2 separate regions of the Mus musculus genome follow, and region 1 is linked to region 2. The links are chromatin contacts, called in public HiChIP or PLAC-seq maps. All regions are on one chromosome and are shown on one strand. The core of a region is the stretch at or near the end of the contact, and the rest is flanking DNA. Distances in the headings are between cores, read along the strand shown.

What was found. HiChIP or PLAC-seq counts read pairs in DNA pulled down with a chosen protein or histone mark.
Region 1: a contact with region 2 is called in an H3K27ac HiChIP or PLAC-seq map of large pre-B cells, with 2.5 times the contacts expected there. The contact joins two enhancer-like sites. A contact is called at or near these places in 3 of 484 Hi-C or Micro-C datasets (cortical neurons, nephron progenitors and uterus) and 2 of 115 datasets of contacts at active chromatin or transcription factors (embryonic stem cells and large pre-B cells).

What each region holds. Positions count from the first base shown.
Region 1 is chr7:129,799,261-129,802,757 of GRCm38.p6, reverse strand. No RefSeq gene overlaps it. Among named protein-coding and RNA genes, the nearest start is that of Gm39095, 9.8 kb to the left of the region's middle. Within about 2 kb of position 2,222, at least 50 of the 459 cell types and tissues checked have an H3K27ac peak or open chromatin away from gene starts, as enhancers often do.
Region 2 is chr7:129,688,531-129,692,408 of GRCm38.p6, reverse strand. The region is part of intron 2 of Gm33248 (a long non-coding RNA gene); the gene reads right to left. Among named protein-coding and RNA genes, the nearest start is that of Gm33248, 23 kb to the right of the region's middle. Within about 2 kb of position 2,113, at least 40 of the 459 cell types and tissues checked have an H3K27ac peak or open chromatin away from gene starts, as enhancers often do.

The DNA.
Region 1 (3,497 bases), core at 973-3,472, 110 kb before region 2:
GGTTTGCTTTGCTTTGGGGGCAGTGCAAACACACAGATGCCTTTCCGTTTCCTTCAGGATCTAACTATACTTGCTCCTCAGCAGTGCGGAAGTATTTGCTCCCAGTCTTGCCTGTGGAAGTGCAGGAATAACTTGCAAGAGTGTCACTGGAAATGTCCACTAACTGAGGATTGATGCTAAAGGGGAGTACCTGCTTCCTGGGGATGCAGTTTGGTTCACAGACATATGGATGCGCTTCACCCCAGTCCAAGTGTTTCTGAAGGGAAGAATCCCACAAACATACAAACTGCTTTACTCTCTGACTCATCTTAATCCCACAGTGCTACAGGGAGTTTAATATAAGAAGCGCAGGCTTTTGAAGCCCCCACCTACACTGTTATTATTGTTGGCACGGCTATTGAAGTGTGCAGCGTACATGATTGACGGATTGCCCCGCTCTTCTGCTGAGGTCATTTTGTAGTCTTGATCATAGCCAAAAGCTGAGCTGTACATTTGGAATCTGATTTGAAAGAGCTTTTAAGAATAACAGAAGAGGTTCATTTAGATTTTTTTTTTGGTAGGTAGCATAATTACCCTTAAACCCTATGGATAAGGTGATAAAAGACAAAGTGCCAAGGTGCTGAAAATCCCAAAAGACTTTTTTTCTGGCCAGCTGCATATCAGTCTATCCTCCCTCATCACCCCCCCTCCCCCATAGTTCAGACCCTATAGTGGAATTAACTAGGTCAGGTCATGAGCACATGACTCTGCTACAGTAATGGCTATATCACAAGGTACTTATCCCCAAGGTAAAAACAGACCTGGGGGGTATCTTCGGATTTAGAAGCACAGGCTTGTGTGACATTTGCATATGGCCCACACACTCCCCTGTTTCTCCGCCAACACTGGAGCAGAATACAGTTAAAGGGAAGATAAGCCCCTGGCCAGCTGAATGGAAAACATGTAATAAAATGACTATCTAGCCACTAAACCCAGATCTCTTTTCACCAACTCCGAGCCACCTCTGACATGACCAGGGCTCCTTGGGGAAATGCCTTGGCCCTGTACCAAGTAAGGAAAGTATGCCAGTGAAGTTCAATTGTGAGACTCATTGAATGGAGCTCTTTGTAGAAAAAAAGGAGGGAGGGGGGATGTTGTTGGACCTTGGCTGTTGGCTCAGTGCCTTGAAAATCCCTTACTCCTCTCTTGCAAATTAATCCACCCAGGCTACAGCATCCTCAGGCCACTGTGAGCACAGCTCTCTGGCTCGCTGGTCCTCAGGAGGACCCAGGTTCTTCTACAAGGACCTCCCACTTGGCTCTGCCTCTTAAAAAATGTCACCATCTCTTACATAGCTACGCTAGGAACCAAGCACCGAATACATAGATCTTAGCACCAAATGTGAGCCATGCCATGGCAACCAGGGAGCTTCACCAGAGAGTAGAGCCCTCGCAAGATGAACTGCAGCACCCGAGAGCAAAGTTCCTGGTTTACCAAAAGTACCCTAGAGGACCAAGGAGATGTTTCAGAGGGTAGGGGTGCTCTGAGCCAAGCCCAAAGACCTGAGTTTAATGCCTGGGATGCCCACATGGTGGAAGGAGAGAACCAACTTCTGCAAGTTGGCCTCTAACCTCCACATGCGTGCGCACTCAAGGAGGAAGATGGGGAGAAAATATAATCTTAAAACAAACAAACAAACAAACAAACAAACAGCCCTACCATAGAGACTGTGTAAGAAAGGTACTGTGTTAGAGTCCATCCAGCATTTGTGAATCTTAGTCTTACACTAGTTTCTCCATCTTTAGTACCAGGGCTGATCACTGCTGATTCTGTTGTGCTATAGTAAGCAAGGTTAAGGGAACAGATCATTGGAGTACACCCCCTTCCAGTTGACACTGGCTCTGGAATGGAGGGAGTCCCTGGGACATTTTCTTCCCCTACCCCACACAGCTTCACCCCTGACACCCACAATGCTGGCCAAAAACTGAAAGTATGTGTGATGTTAGTCCAGTATAAACCAACCAGGATGCTTTGGGATGGCGGGGAGCCTGTTTCAATCATCCCCATGCTGTGTATAGCTGGTGCCTAGGGTGTCTGCTAGTTTCTATAAACGTTTGTCAAATAAAATAAAAATATTTAGGGAGAGATGACAAGAGAAAGCAGAGCGGCCACAGCAGAGGTTCGGAGATATATGAGCTGAGGATTACAGACTGAGGGAGGGAGGCAGTGAACCCACCCAGCTGAGAACAATCACACACAACTTCCGGGAGGACGGGGGTTTGGGGGAATGCCTTAAACAGGAAGGTGGAAACCAAAAGCCATAAAGACAAAGCACAAGAAAAAAAAATTAAGCAGGTGTGCCCCTGAACTTGTGGGTCAAACACGTTTAATATGGAAAAGCTGAAAAATAATCAACCTCCAAATTGAATTAAACTAAAATTAAAAAAAAATTTTTTTTCTAGAATTTTCAGCCCTTATTTATAGTTCTGTCTTTTTCCTGACTTATTGCTTCTAGCTTGGTAGTTTCTTCTCAGGCTTCTTTTCTAGAATTTCCACTTGTTATCTCTTTAGGCAGCAGCTGAGGAGGGTCACATGGCATAGGTCCTAGAACTGGCAGCCCAGTGGCTACTTCCACAATATGTGAGTTAAATGTGCGTATGTATGGGGAGGGGGAGATGGTTCATAACATATGAGGCTTGGGCTAGCAAGGGAACTCAGATAGCAAGGTGCCTGCTGCTAACCCTGACAACCTGAGTTTGATCCCTGGAGCCTGCATGATGAGAAGAGAGAGAGAACTGACTCCTGCAAATTGTCTTTGACTTCCGTACACACCCCACAGCATGTGCCTACTCACCTCCCTACCACGATAAAAAGTGAATGTTAGAAAAATAGCATCTTAAGCAAAAATAAAGTGAATATATATATTGTTTCAGATGGCTTATTTCATTTATTTATTATATATGTCTGTGAGTGGGCACACATTTGTGTCTTGGGGTGTGTGAGGTCATTAGAGGTCAAACTTGTGGACGTGGTTCCTCTCCTTTCACCAGGTAGGTTCCAGGGCTCTAATTCTGGTCATCAGGCTTGGCCGCAAGCTCCTCTACTCTCCAATGCTGTCCCCCAGATGCACACTTGTAAGAAAAAACTATTTCTTTCAAAAGGGAGAATATCCTGATTAGTGTTGTGAGTTTGGGAAGATGGAGTAACGTCTTCCCTGAAGATTGTTTTGCTATTAGATGGGTTCATGGTGGGAGGTGCCACAGGGCTCTGCACATTTCTCAGGGTTGTAATGACAGAGCCGATGCCATAATCAACAACACACTTCCGACATTACTATGCAAATCACACCTCCGCTAAATTAATAGCTGTCATTTGTTATATTTCCTGGTTTCTCTTAGCCCTTTCATTTTGGTTACAGAGATTAAGAATAAAGGCATATTTCTTTTATCAGTCAACTTTTGGCAGTGTATATCTCCCCCCCCCCTCCGCTGCCTTTTGCCAAGCTCTGGTTCACTGAC
Region 2 (3,878 bases), core at 864-3,363:
GGGCTGGACACTATGCCCACATGCCTATCAAAGGGAAAAGACGCTAGGATCAAACTGAGAATTCAGTTTGTGATCAGACTGTGACAGATGGGAGAGTAGAGTTGGGAAAGTCATGTCAGTTCTCAGAGCTTCGGATTGCTACTCTGTAAACTGAGGAAGACAAACCCCACCTCTCAGGCTGTTGCTGAGGAAGTCAAAGTGAACTGGAAAAGGCATTGAAGGCTCCACACAAACACAGGCAGGGAGCAAGGGCTCTGTCTTTCCCCATCCCTTGTTCGGAACAGGATCCCAGTCACGGGCTGCTCCCCTCTCAAGTGGAAGAAAGTCAGTCAGCAGTCCCATTGACTGCCTTGGCTCTGGCAGCCAGGCTCTGAAACCACCCACAAAGATGATGTTTCAGTACTTTGACGGGCATGCCTGTGCTGAGCACAGAAGGTTTGCATTTTCCTTGGGACAGTTGGAGAGACAGGAAGTGGGAGGCACTGGGAGGCAGAAGGAGGGTCCCAAGCCAGGGCCAGCAGGAGAGCCTGAAGGATGCCAGAAAGCCTGTAATGGATGCTCAAGTGACCAGAGAAGGACAAGGGGAGCCTGTTTAAGACCCAGGTCCTTGGCATTTTGCTCAGAGTGCTCAGTTAAAAAGGGTGTAAGGCACTGAGGCTGGGAGGTGGCTCGGGAGTCTAAGCAGTGATGTGTGACTCCATGGTTGTACCTCACACAAGGGAGTCGCATTACAAATTCCTGAAAGGGGCCAGCCTCAGGCTGTGAGTTCTTCTCTGAGTAGACTCCTAGGCTCTGCAGGCAATGCTAGTAACTGTCCCTGGCCTGCGTTCCTAATTCCCTTTTGTCCCCTGTCTCTGGATCGTCATCATTCTTGGGATCCTTCTGGGCATGGCTGGGGTCCACATGGACACCAACAGCAGTGGGGCAAAGCATTGGGATAGAAGTGACCATCCTCTCCTCCCCACAACCAGAACAATACCCCAAGATCTCTCTTGACTCCCAAGAACCCTGGCTTCGCTCTGCCATCTCCTGGAGCTCCTTTGTCCCTCTTTATCCCTCAGTATCGGGTCAAGAAGACCTGGCTCCATTCACCACAAGTTATAAAAAAGAAGTCAGAGACTCCCCTGAAAGCAGAGTAACATCCCCCCGCCCCCCACACACACATACAGAGGATGCCCATAGTAGTCATCAAAGCCTACCACACAAACTTTATTGCCGACGAGTCAGTAAGGTCTCCTGGTCCCCCCTGCAGTCCAACACTGCCCTTTGGTGTTTGTCTTGTCCTAAAATAAAGTGCATGTGCCTTTGTCACCAGACCACATGAAAAAACAGGAACTACTGTCCTTCGTCTCCCAGACCCTGGGCTGAGCCTCAGGCGAGGGCATGGTTAGTACTTAAAAGCTAGATATGAATGGACACTAACCCAGTAGACAGCTGGCTCTGGGAAGTCATTCTGAAGTGATCCCTGGGCCAGCTTCACTGCTGACCTTCTTCAGATAAGAAGGTGCCCTCTGAATTCTACCGGCCCACCTCTTTGCTCACCCCCGCTCTGGGGCTGAGAATCGGTGGTCCTCTATCTGAGAGAAGCCCACAGACAGGCTCTCTCTGTGTGTTTGGAGTGCCCCGGGACTAGACCAAGGTGCTTGCTACCTCCCTCCTTCCAGCCCTCTTTCAAAGCCCCCTTTGCACTGCTAAGTCGTCCTGAAGGTCCAGCCGGCTTCTCCTCTGGTTTGCTTCACATCCCCTGCCTTCCTGTGTCCCCAAACTAAGTGGTCAGGACAGCCCTTGTCTTGACTCAGAGGATGGCTCCTCCTGCAGCTCTTTCCTTCTGACACTTGGTAAGTGCCCTTGCATGGTCTCTTTGAAGTACATTCACTGTGGTTTGACACAAACCAGACACTGGGCTGCGGGCGAACTTGTCCTTCTCTCGCCAACCCTGGGGGGCGAATGCTAACATTTCTCCAGCTTTAGAGTTGAGAAATAGAGGCTCTGAGAGGGAACAGGACTTGCCGGAAGTCTTCTGACTGAGAAGGGCAGTGCTGGGACCAGGCTGGAGATATGCCTGGGATCCAGATCTGCCAGGAACAACTGCCTCACTGCACTGCAGGCCTCAATGCCACCTGCTGAGTCTCCTGGGAGCTCAGGCTCAGAGCCTACTCCGTTGAAGGAAGACATGGGTGGTAGCCCAGAACTTCCCATGGATCAGTGCTAGCCAAAAGCATGACCAGGCTTATTCCTGGCTTCAGGGTAGAGGTTGAAACATAATTTTAGTGTAAATCCTATACCTACTACCACTGGAGAATGTATGGAGATACACTGGGAGGTTCCTAGGCCCCATAAGAAAGGAGTATATAAAATCTGATGGTCAGTAGAGGGAAAGAAAGCATAGTCCCTCTGCCGATAGTACCCTCATCTGCCTCTGCTTGGTTGAGTTCCCAATCCATTCAGATATCTCTTCCTTCAGGAAGCCCCTCCTGGTTTAATCTTTGTCTTCTAGATGGGTTGGATGCTACCCTCTTATTTTGCCTATGCATTATCTTCTTGGTACTTAACACAGTGCATCTGGTTGATCTGTAAGTCCCCACCTGCTCTGTCTTTGAGTCCATGATGCCCAGCCTAGGACTAGGAAAGCTGGTATCAGGAGGTTTATTGAACTGTATGGGGTGGGGATGGGAGAATGGAGACCAGACATGGAGGAGGGAGAAGGCCAGAGATGGGAGTGATGGTGGGTTTGCTGGAGCTTGAGGCCCCCCACAGGCGCAAGGTGGCATGTGTCTCTGGAAAGGTGGCTTGTCTCCATGACAGTCCTCATAGCTGTGAGTGCTGAGCTTGTGGGAACTCTTGCTTTTCCTGCATTGCTCAAATGGCATCCAGATCCAAAGGCCCCAAGAAACTGCGGTGCAGACACAGGCGCCCTCAATGTTGCTTAAAGCTGAGCAGAGGGAGAAGAATCCTAATCCTGGTGGCAAAGGGAGCCTTTGTGCACAGAAGAGGTAAACACAACCCAATACTGCAGTCATGGCTGAGCTGTGGGCTCTAGCTCCTCATTTCTTGTCCCCAAGGCTTTGAGCTGTCAAGCATGCACTGATCAGGCCTGCTCAGGGGACAAAGAGGAGCCCCCGACTCTTTGTAAGGATGAATCATGAGTGTTAGTGAAGTCTGGGGTTAACACTAAGTCCTCCAAGCCTGGGAGGTGGCAGCCATCATGTGGAGCTGGAGAATGAATAAGTCTCTGAGTGCCAAGAAGTGATGGCTCTGCCCAAGCCAGAGCAAGAGATACTGGCCTAGAAATGGCCGCTACTGGGGAAGGTTATGTCCTTGTCAGTAGGGAGTCAGGAAATCAGTTGTCTCAAGAACTAGTCAAAGGGAAAGGACACAGAACCAGCCTGAAGTTAGCAATCTCCCTACAGCCAGTGCACCTGTGTGCACTTAGAACTTGTGGCTATACTCATGGTAGGTAGGGTATTGGCCACCAAAAATATCTGCATCCCCACCATGAAACCTGTGGCTATGTCACCTTAAGTTACATGGGATATTGTGCAAACAGGAATGGTATGGGGAGGATACCAGATTGCCCAGGTTGGCCAACTTAATCTCTTGTGCCACTAAAATCTTGCCCATTGGTAGACTGAGAACATGTGACAACTGAAGTTGTTGGCTTTGAGGATGGAAGAAGGGCCTGGCATGGATTGGGGTTTGGCCAGCTACACCTCCAAAGCAGGCCGTGGCCTCCCCTTGCCCAAGAAGCATGAGCCTTTTCCTGACACCCAGGCCTCAGCATCCTCCTGGATTTCCCATAATTCTTGCTATGTACCAGCCAGAGCTGCCACACCCCAGGTCTCCACCCATGCTGTTCTTTACCTTATCCATCTGTATTG